Regions from separate parts of the Canis lupus genome. Here region 1 is linked to region 2. A link is a contact called in public Hi-C data. All regions are on one chromosome and are shown on one strand. The core of a region is the stretch at or near the end of the contact, and the rest is flanking DNA. Distances in the headings are between cores, read along the strand shown.

Region 1 (3,476 bases), core at 672-3,171, 210 kb after region 2:
TCAGGCCTCCTACTGACAGAGCCTTCTTTGCAGGATACTTGGCTACATGCTGGTTAGAAAAAAGATACAATGAAAAGACAAAAGGAACCTCACCTCTGTAGGACTCAGCTGCTTTGTTCCCACATACGTGACCCCGAAGTGGTAGTTGGACTCCCCAACTGTGCTGAGGGCTACTGTGTGGTTCACCTGGGAGAACATGGAAGGCCGCAGGGATAAGCCCGTAGGCCACCCCCTCCCCAATAAACCCAGCCGAACCTACCCCCAGCAAAGCTCCCTTCCAGCCTGGGATGGGATACTTGCCAGTCTGGCTTCCCCACCATGGAGGAAAAGACGAGCGGCTCTGGGTTAGGGCAGGGGATGGGGACTGGGAGGTTCGGCCTGACTACTTAGACGCCCAGAGAAAAGACAAGCTGGAGATGCGACTACGTACCCGGTCCTTCACTCCTGCCTGGATGTTAAGGGTGGTGGGGCGTCCCCGGGTTCTGGGTCCCTAAACACTTCCACTGGGACCCAATGAGCAGTCAGCCTGGCACTGTGTCTCTGAGTCTTTTCAGGTGCCAAGGAGCCTAGCCCTTTAGGGGGGAGCGAGGGGGTTGCATGTGTAGGTGCAGGGGGATGGTTGGGATGACCTCAGGGGAGTAAGGGCACCAGGAAGGCTCACCTGGAAATGGTTACTCAACCCTTTGTTGACTGTGAGCTTGACACCTTCCATCTGAATGGGAAATAGCTCTGAAGAAGAGACTCGCTGTCACCCTCCACACACATACACACACCCCTACGCAAACACACCGACTCTCATCCCTTCCTTCCCTACCATCCCAGCTCTCCCACCCACAAGCACAGCATCACAAAAGTACCCCAACCAATAAAGAGCCAGTCTAACCAAATCAGGGGCCAGGACCAGGCCTTTCTTTGCCTGCACCCAAATCCCAGTGCCACTGTTTACTACCCATGTGACCCAAGGCAAGTCACTTTAAGTCTCTGTCAAGCTTGTCACCTGTAAGATGTCATCTGTAAGCTCACCACGTGGAGACATTGCAGGGATTTAATGAATTAACTAACGTACACTGAATGCCAGTCAGTCAGCGCCACTTTTGCTATCCTAACTCGTCCAAGCCCAGTTCCAGAAGACTTGGGTTCCACCCCCACTGGACCCTTGTTGACACTGTGACCTTGGGCCTCAGTTTCCTTCCCGATCACGTAAGAAGGCTGGCCTGACGGAACCCCGGGGCTCCTTGAGCTCCCTAAGCCTTTTCTCCACCGCTCTGGCATTTCGTCCCGAGGTTCCACCATTCGATCCCATCGTTCTATGCCCCAAGTCCAATGTTCCACCATTCGATCCTAACGTCAACTCCTAACGCTCTGTTAAATGTTTCCAATGGTCGGTGCCAATTCCCAAGGTCCTCGGAGCGCCCCCCCTCCCCCCGAGATCCGGGCCCTCACACCCCCGCCGGGTCCGTCGCCCCTCACCCTTGCACTTCCGGTGGCACTCCTCGAACGTGCCCGGGTTGGGCAGGCAGCCGCAGGCCCCATCGTCCGCGGTCCCTGCGGCGCTGCCGGCGGCAGCACCGGGGGTCCGTTCCGAACCTCGACCCGCACCGGCCCCAGCGCCCAGACCGCCCCCGAGCGGCGGCAGCGTGAAGCCGGGAGGAGAGGGCGGAGGCGGCGGCAGTCCCACGAGGGCGGGCGCAGGCGGCGGCGGCGGCCCTGCGGGCGGCGAGCTAGCGGCCAAGACGTTCCCCATGGTCGCCTGCAAGGGGAAAGGTCAGAGGGCGAAGGTCAGGGCCCGTGCGCTCGGGGTCCAGTCCCAGCCAAACCCCGCTCTGCTCCGGGCCCCGGTTCTCACTGGCGGCGGCGCCTGCACCCGGCCTGGGCTCCGCTCCCACCCCGTGCGCCACGCGCAACCGAACCCGCTGCCGCCGCCGCCAGCACCGTCGCCCCGCCCCACCTAGCCCATTGGTTCAGCATGCCCTGGGATCCGCCCACCAGCTTCAAGGCCTGGCCGTGCAATTGGAGTCAGGGCTGGGAGTCCCACCCACCTCTTTGGGACGTCCTTTTCTATTGGCTCCCACTCACAGGCAGGTCAAGGCACACACCCCCGCCTCTCCCATTGGCCCGCGGAGACCGCATCTATTGGCTCGCAACGCCGCGGGTTCCGGTGTTCGGCTGCCATTGGTCTGCGCTGCGTACTTTGAAACGCCCACTGACTCGCCGCCTCCGCCCCTTTCCAGAGGGCGCCCTTCTTTCGACTCCGCCCCGCGGCGAAATTGCCACTGTAACTGGCCGGCTTTGGCCCTCGAAGCATCCTGATTGGCTCTCGTGGGTACAGGAGGCCGATCCTGGTGACGTAATCGGTCTGGTACGTTCATTGGCTAACGTGCCAGGGTCGAGGGACACGGGTAAAGGTGCGTTGCGCGGCAGAGGCTGCTAGGCAGCAAGGTCAGGCCTCTAGTCCCACCAGGCACCGCGGCAGCGGGGCAGCGCCGGAGTCCAGAGCCGGCGACCGAAAACCGGAAGTGCTGGCCCTTCCCACAGTGCCTCGGGAGAATCCTAACCGGTTATGTGAACCCAGTCAGGCTGCTTCTTACCCACAATGCCCCTTAGGTGTTTAACGCGACAGTTGCCGTAGACCCACCCCTTTTGTTACCCATCATGCCTTCTGTTCCCCGCCCCCCCTTGCGTCACTGCGGCTTCTATCTTTGGCCCATTCATTGCCGTCCCATTACCCAGCATGCCTCTGCCCCATTCATTTCGGCTTCATTTCCTGCACTACCTTTAGCCGGTTTCTGCCTGTTTGCTTCCATCATCCTTCTAGCGCTTCTTTAATTAGCCGTCGCGTTCTTGGGTCCACTACCCATCATGCCTGCCGGCCCTATTCCTCTATTATCCCTCTGCCTTTGGCTCATTCATTCAGTTCCATTACCCACAATGCCCCGAGCTCCTATTATTCGCAATTTTGCTTTTGGTCTCACCTTACTTGCCATTTATCCTTTAAACCGGAGTCCTGCAGCCTGAATTACTGCCATTTCGGTCTCTGTTCCGTTTATTTCCGTCCATTGCCCATTCGACTGTCGTTCCTTGTCATTAACCACCGTGCCCTGGACTCCTCCCCCTTTCCTTCCATTATCCATCATTGTTTTTGGTTTATGAATTTTTAATTCATTATCCCCTCACTTAATTTAAAAAAAATATCTTTGGCCCTTTTGCTTTTTGCCTGTAACCCACCTTGGCTTCTAGCCTGCCGATTTCCTACAGCTCCAGACGCCCGATTGGTCTCCCATCGTGTCCCCACCCCCACCCCCTTCACATCCCACAGAACACACAAGTTGACATCCGGTCAAAGTATAAACTCAGTTTTTTGTAGGAAATGCTATATTACAAAAGAGTATTGTGTCCCCAGCCTCCAACCCCCCCCCCCCCCCCCCGCGAGATGTTTGGGTTGCATCCCACAGGGCAGGAGTAAAAGGACTCAGTAG
Region 2 (3,601 bases), core at 619-3,118:
GAGATGGAACCAGGGCCCAGCCTATGGGGACGAAGTTCCAGAAGTGGGGCTAGGACCAAAGGCAGAGCCAGGGGAGTGAAGGAAGATGCCATGGAATCTGGGCCAGATTCCGAGGCGCCTATGGGAAGAAGCAAACCAGCCCTTGTGAGCAGAAACCCAACTCAAGAAAGGCAGAGCGCAAGGAAACGTGAAGCAACGCGACAGCCCGGCATGGAGAAAGATGAGGGAGCTACTGGCTACCAGGGCCGGGAGCCAAACCCGGGAGCGGAGGGCAGGGCCAGGGGGAGGAGCCAGATGCTGGAGACAGGGCGGGGCTTGCGACGTCACCACGCCCCCCTACACTGCGTTTCCCTGCAGGTGACGCTCGTCCAGAGGGTGACAGCAAGACGCGCGGGGAGCGGGACAGGGCCGGGTCGCAGAGGCCGGCCGGGGAGGGGGAGCCGGCTAGGCCCGCGGTCCCGGGTCTTGCTCGGGTTCGGTCCCCGGCACGCCGCGGATGTCGGGCAGCAGGCGGCAGCCGGCCACGATGTCCAGGCGCTCCGCCAGCGCGCAGAGGTCCCCCCGCGCCAGGCGCACGCTGTGGGCCGCCGCCAACCCCGCCGCCTGAGCGGCCGCAAGCCTCCCGGCCAGGGCGGCCACATCGCGGACCCGCGCGGCGGTACACGCCGCTCACCGCGGCCGCCACGTCGTGGTCCAGCCGCGCCTGGCTCTCGGCCAGCCGGAGCTGCAGCAGCGAGCGCGCGGGGGCCGGCGCCGGGGCCTCCTCCGAGCCCCAGGCCTCCCCGGCCGTTTCCCGCTGCACCACCAGCGGAGGCAGGTCCCCCGGCGCGGCGGTCGCCTCTGGCTCCGAGTCCGAGTCGGTTTCCGCGGCCTCCCCGGCCACCCGCAGCCCCGTGGGGCGGCCGCGCGTCGGGCCCGAGGGGCCCAGGTACAGCTCCTCCTCCGACGAGGACGCAGAGAGCTCCGAGTCCGTCTCGGCCGCCTCCCCCGGCACCACGGTCTCGGGCCTCCGCGGCGGCCTCCGCCGACGACCCTGGGACGCCATGCCGCGGAACTGGGGAGAAGAGAGGCGCCCGGCGGTGGTTAAGAGGCGCGGGTGCTGGATCCCCAAGCCCTGCACTGACTAGCTTAGCGATTTGCGGCCATCTGCTACCCGCGCCTGGGCCTCAGTTTCCTCTTCTGTAAACGGGCTCGTCGGCCCTGCTGCCAGAGATAATGGAAGCCACTGGACCCCACCCTCTTTGGGGAAACTGAGGACCGGGTGGATGAAGGCCCCGTGGCCCGCGCTCCCCGAATCCCAAACCCAGCTCTTCCGATTTTGCCTCCTAGCAGAGGCCACACCCTCCCCTCCGTCCTCCAAGCCTCTGTCAGATCCGGAAGTACACGGGCTCCTGAGCTGCCCAGGGGCCAGTGCCAGGGTCACAGAGAGGGTGACAGCCCAGCTGGACTCCGGGGAGGGTGCAGTAGCGCGGGCGCGGGGGAGCGCTGTCGCCGGAGACCGTACCTGGCTTACCGAAGCCCGGAGCCTGCAGGATCCGCTACGCAGCCGGAGCGCGCCGTCTTTTCCGAGGGAGGAGGGTGACAGCCCCAACCAATCGGGGCGCACGTTGGGCGGGCATGGCGGCCACACACGTGGGCCGCTCGGCTACCTACCGGGAAAGCTAGTCCTCAAAACCAGCTGTGTGTAGGGGCGAGGAGGGCGGGGGCGTGAGCAGTCACGTGAGCGGAGGCCTGGCCAATAGGAAAGCGGCTGGGCTGGCGCTTCCGGATTGCGCTGCGTGGAGAGTGGACGAATAGAAATTTTTAAAAAACGGGGTTTGTCTCCCGTGACCAGTGATCCGGCCAATGGGAAGGCTCGACAACCCGGAAACAGCGAGGAGGCGAAGGGGAAGGGCGGAGACGCTGTCACGTGTGGCCAATGAAAACAGGCCCTCCCCCTGGGTCTCCCGGGTTCACGCGCGCACCATGCGAGCCCGGGAGGCGGGGCTTAGTGTGAAACACCAATGGGGGCGGGCCCGCGCCAAGTGCGGGAGGCGGGGCCTGCCCAGCCGGGCCAACGGGAGCACGGAGCGCTAGCCGGTCGTTGGGCGCGAGGCCGGCGCATGGCGGACGCGGCGCTGTTCGAGTTTCTGCACACCGAGATGGTGGCGGAGCTGTGGGCGCACCACTCCGACCCTGGGCCTGGGGTGAGCGCCGGGACCCGGGGGGAGGAGGCGCGGGCCGCGGCGGGAACGCCGGGGCGTGGCCCTGGGGAGCGCCGAGGGCGGGTCGACGGCTCGGGTCGAGCCGCGACCCCGCCCCTGCCCTCGCGGGGCGCTGGCTCCGTGCTCTGCAAAGTGGGCATCGCAGCAGGGCCGGCCTCGCGGGTCCCTGCTACAGGTGAGCGAGGCAGCTCCGGCTAAAGCTTAGCTCAAGGCCTAGCACGGAGTCAGCAGGTAGTAATTATGGTAATTACTGTCATTGGATGTGTACCAAGGACTTAACTGCCCGGGTTGGATCCACGCCTGCTCCACTATGTAGGTGTGAGAGCCAGTGACTCAATCCCCTGTGTGCCTCAGTTTCCTCCTTAGTAAAGTGGGTATTATAACAGCGCCTCAGTCTCAGAGAGGGGCATTTACTCATGCAATAGACACTTATTAGGCACCTATTGTAGTCAGGTACTGTTTCCCTGTCCTTGGGAAACTTAGTAGGGGAGTCAAACAAACAAGAATATGCCACTAGCTAGTGAGAAGTCCGATCAAGAAAACTTCCATAGAGGGGTGCCTGGGTAGCTCAATCGGTTAAGCATCTGCCTTTGGCTCAGATCATGATCTCAGGGTCCTGGGATGGAGCCCCAGGTAGGGCTTTATGCTAGTGGGGAGCCTGCTTCTCCCTCTGCCTCTGTGCCCTTTCCCCTGCTCATGCTCTCTCTCTTTCTCTCTCAAATAAGTAAAATCTTAAGAAAATGAAAAGAAAACTTCCATAGAATCATGAAAAGAATAGGGATGGAGTGGTTGACGGTAGAGGAAAGCCCTTCTGAGGAACAGACTGTAGGAATTTAGCCGTGCGGTGAAGGCAAGAGGAGTGAGGGGGGCATCCCAGAAGAAGGCACAGCAGGTGCAAAGCCCTGAGGTAGGAGCATGCTTGGCATTTTGGAAGTTGGTTCTTAGGAAGAACAAATGAGCTCGAACTTTAAAGCACTTGGTGTGATGTCAAGCACCTAATCCACCTCCAGAACATGGAAGCTCTTGTAAAATCTGTTACCAAGAAGAAAGGGTAGGTGTTTGATGACTGAGCGCCATGATCAAGTTTTTTTCATTATTATTAATTACTTCAATCATCATCCTCATCAATATGCAAGATTTTTTACTGGCTTAAGTTTTCTGGTTTAGGAGCTGGGGAGGAGGATGTTGCTTCTCATCTCAACATAGTTTCTTTCAAGTTCATTCATTCCACAAACTTCATCTCAAAGCCACCAAGTGTCAGGCTCGGTGGCAGGCTCTGGGAGTTCCTCAGTGAACTGTATAAAACTCCTGGTCCTGGGCAGCCCTGATGGCCCAGCGGTTTAGCGCTGCCTTCAGCCCAGGGTGTGATCCTGGAGACCCAGGATCGAGTCCCACGT

The links. Hi-C and Micro-C count contacts between places; a contact is called where the count stands out from the background.
Region 1: a Hi-C map of blood shows a contact between it and region 2, with 3 times the contacts expected there. The contact joins the promoter of TOMM40 here to the promoter of BLOC1S3 in region 2. A contact is called at or near these places in 3 of 9 Hi-C or Micro-C datasets (amygdala and blood).

What each region holds. Positions count from the first base shown.
Region 1 is chr1:111,247,808-111,251,283 of UU_Cfam_GSD_1.0, forward strand. It overlaps TOMM40 (mitochondrial import receptor subunit TOM40 homolog), which reads right to left and starts at 1,922. Exons shown (of 10, transcript XM_038528617.1): 1 at 1,847-1,922; 2 at 1,471-1,750; 3 at 662-729; 4 at 94-186. The coding sequence starts at 1,744.
Region 2 is chr1:111,036,126-111,039,726 of UU_Cfam_GSD_1.0, forward strand. It overlaps BLOC1S3 (biogenesis of lysosome-related organelles complex 1 subunit 3), which reads right to left and starts at 1,869. Exons shown (of 3, transcript XM_038528601.1): 1 at 1,514-1,869; 2 at 647-1,054; 3 at 1-645. The coding sequence starts at 1,045. The coding sequence ends at 445. It overlaps TRAPPC6A (trafficking protein particle complex subunit 6A), which reads left to right and starts at 2,088. Exons shown (of 5, transcript XM_038528600.1): 1 at 2,088-2,186. The coding sequence starts at 2,103.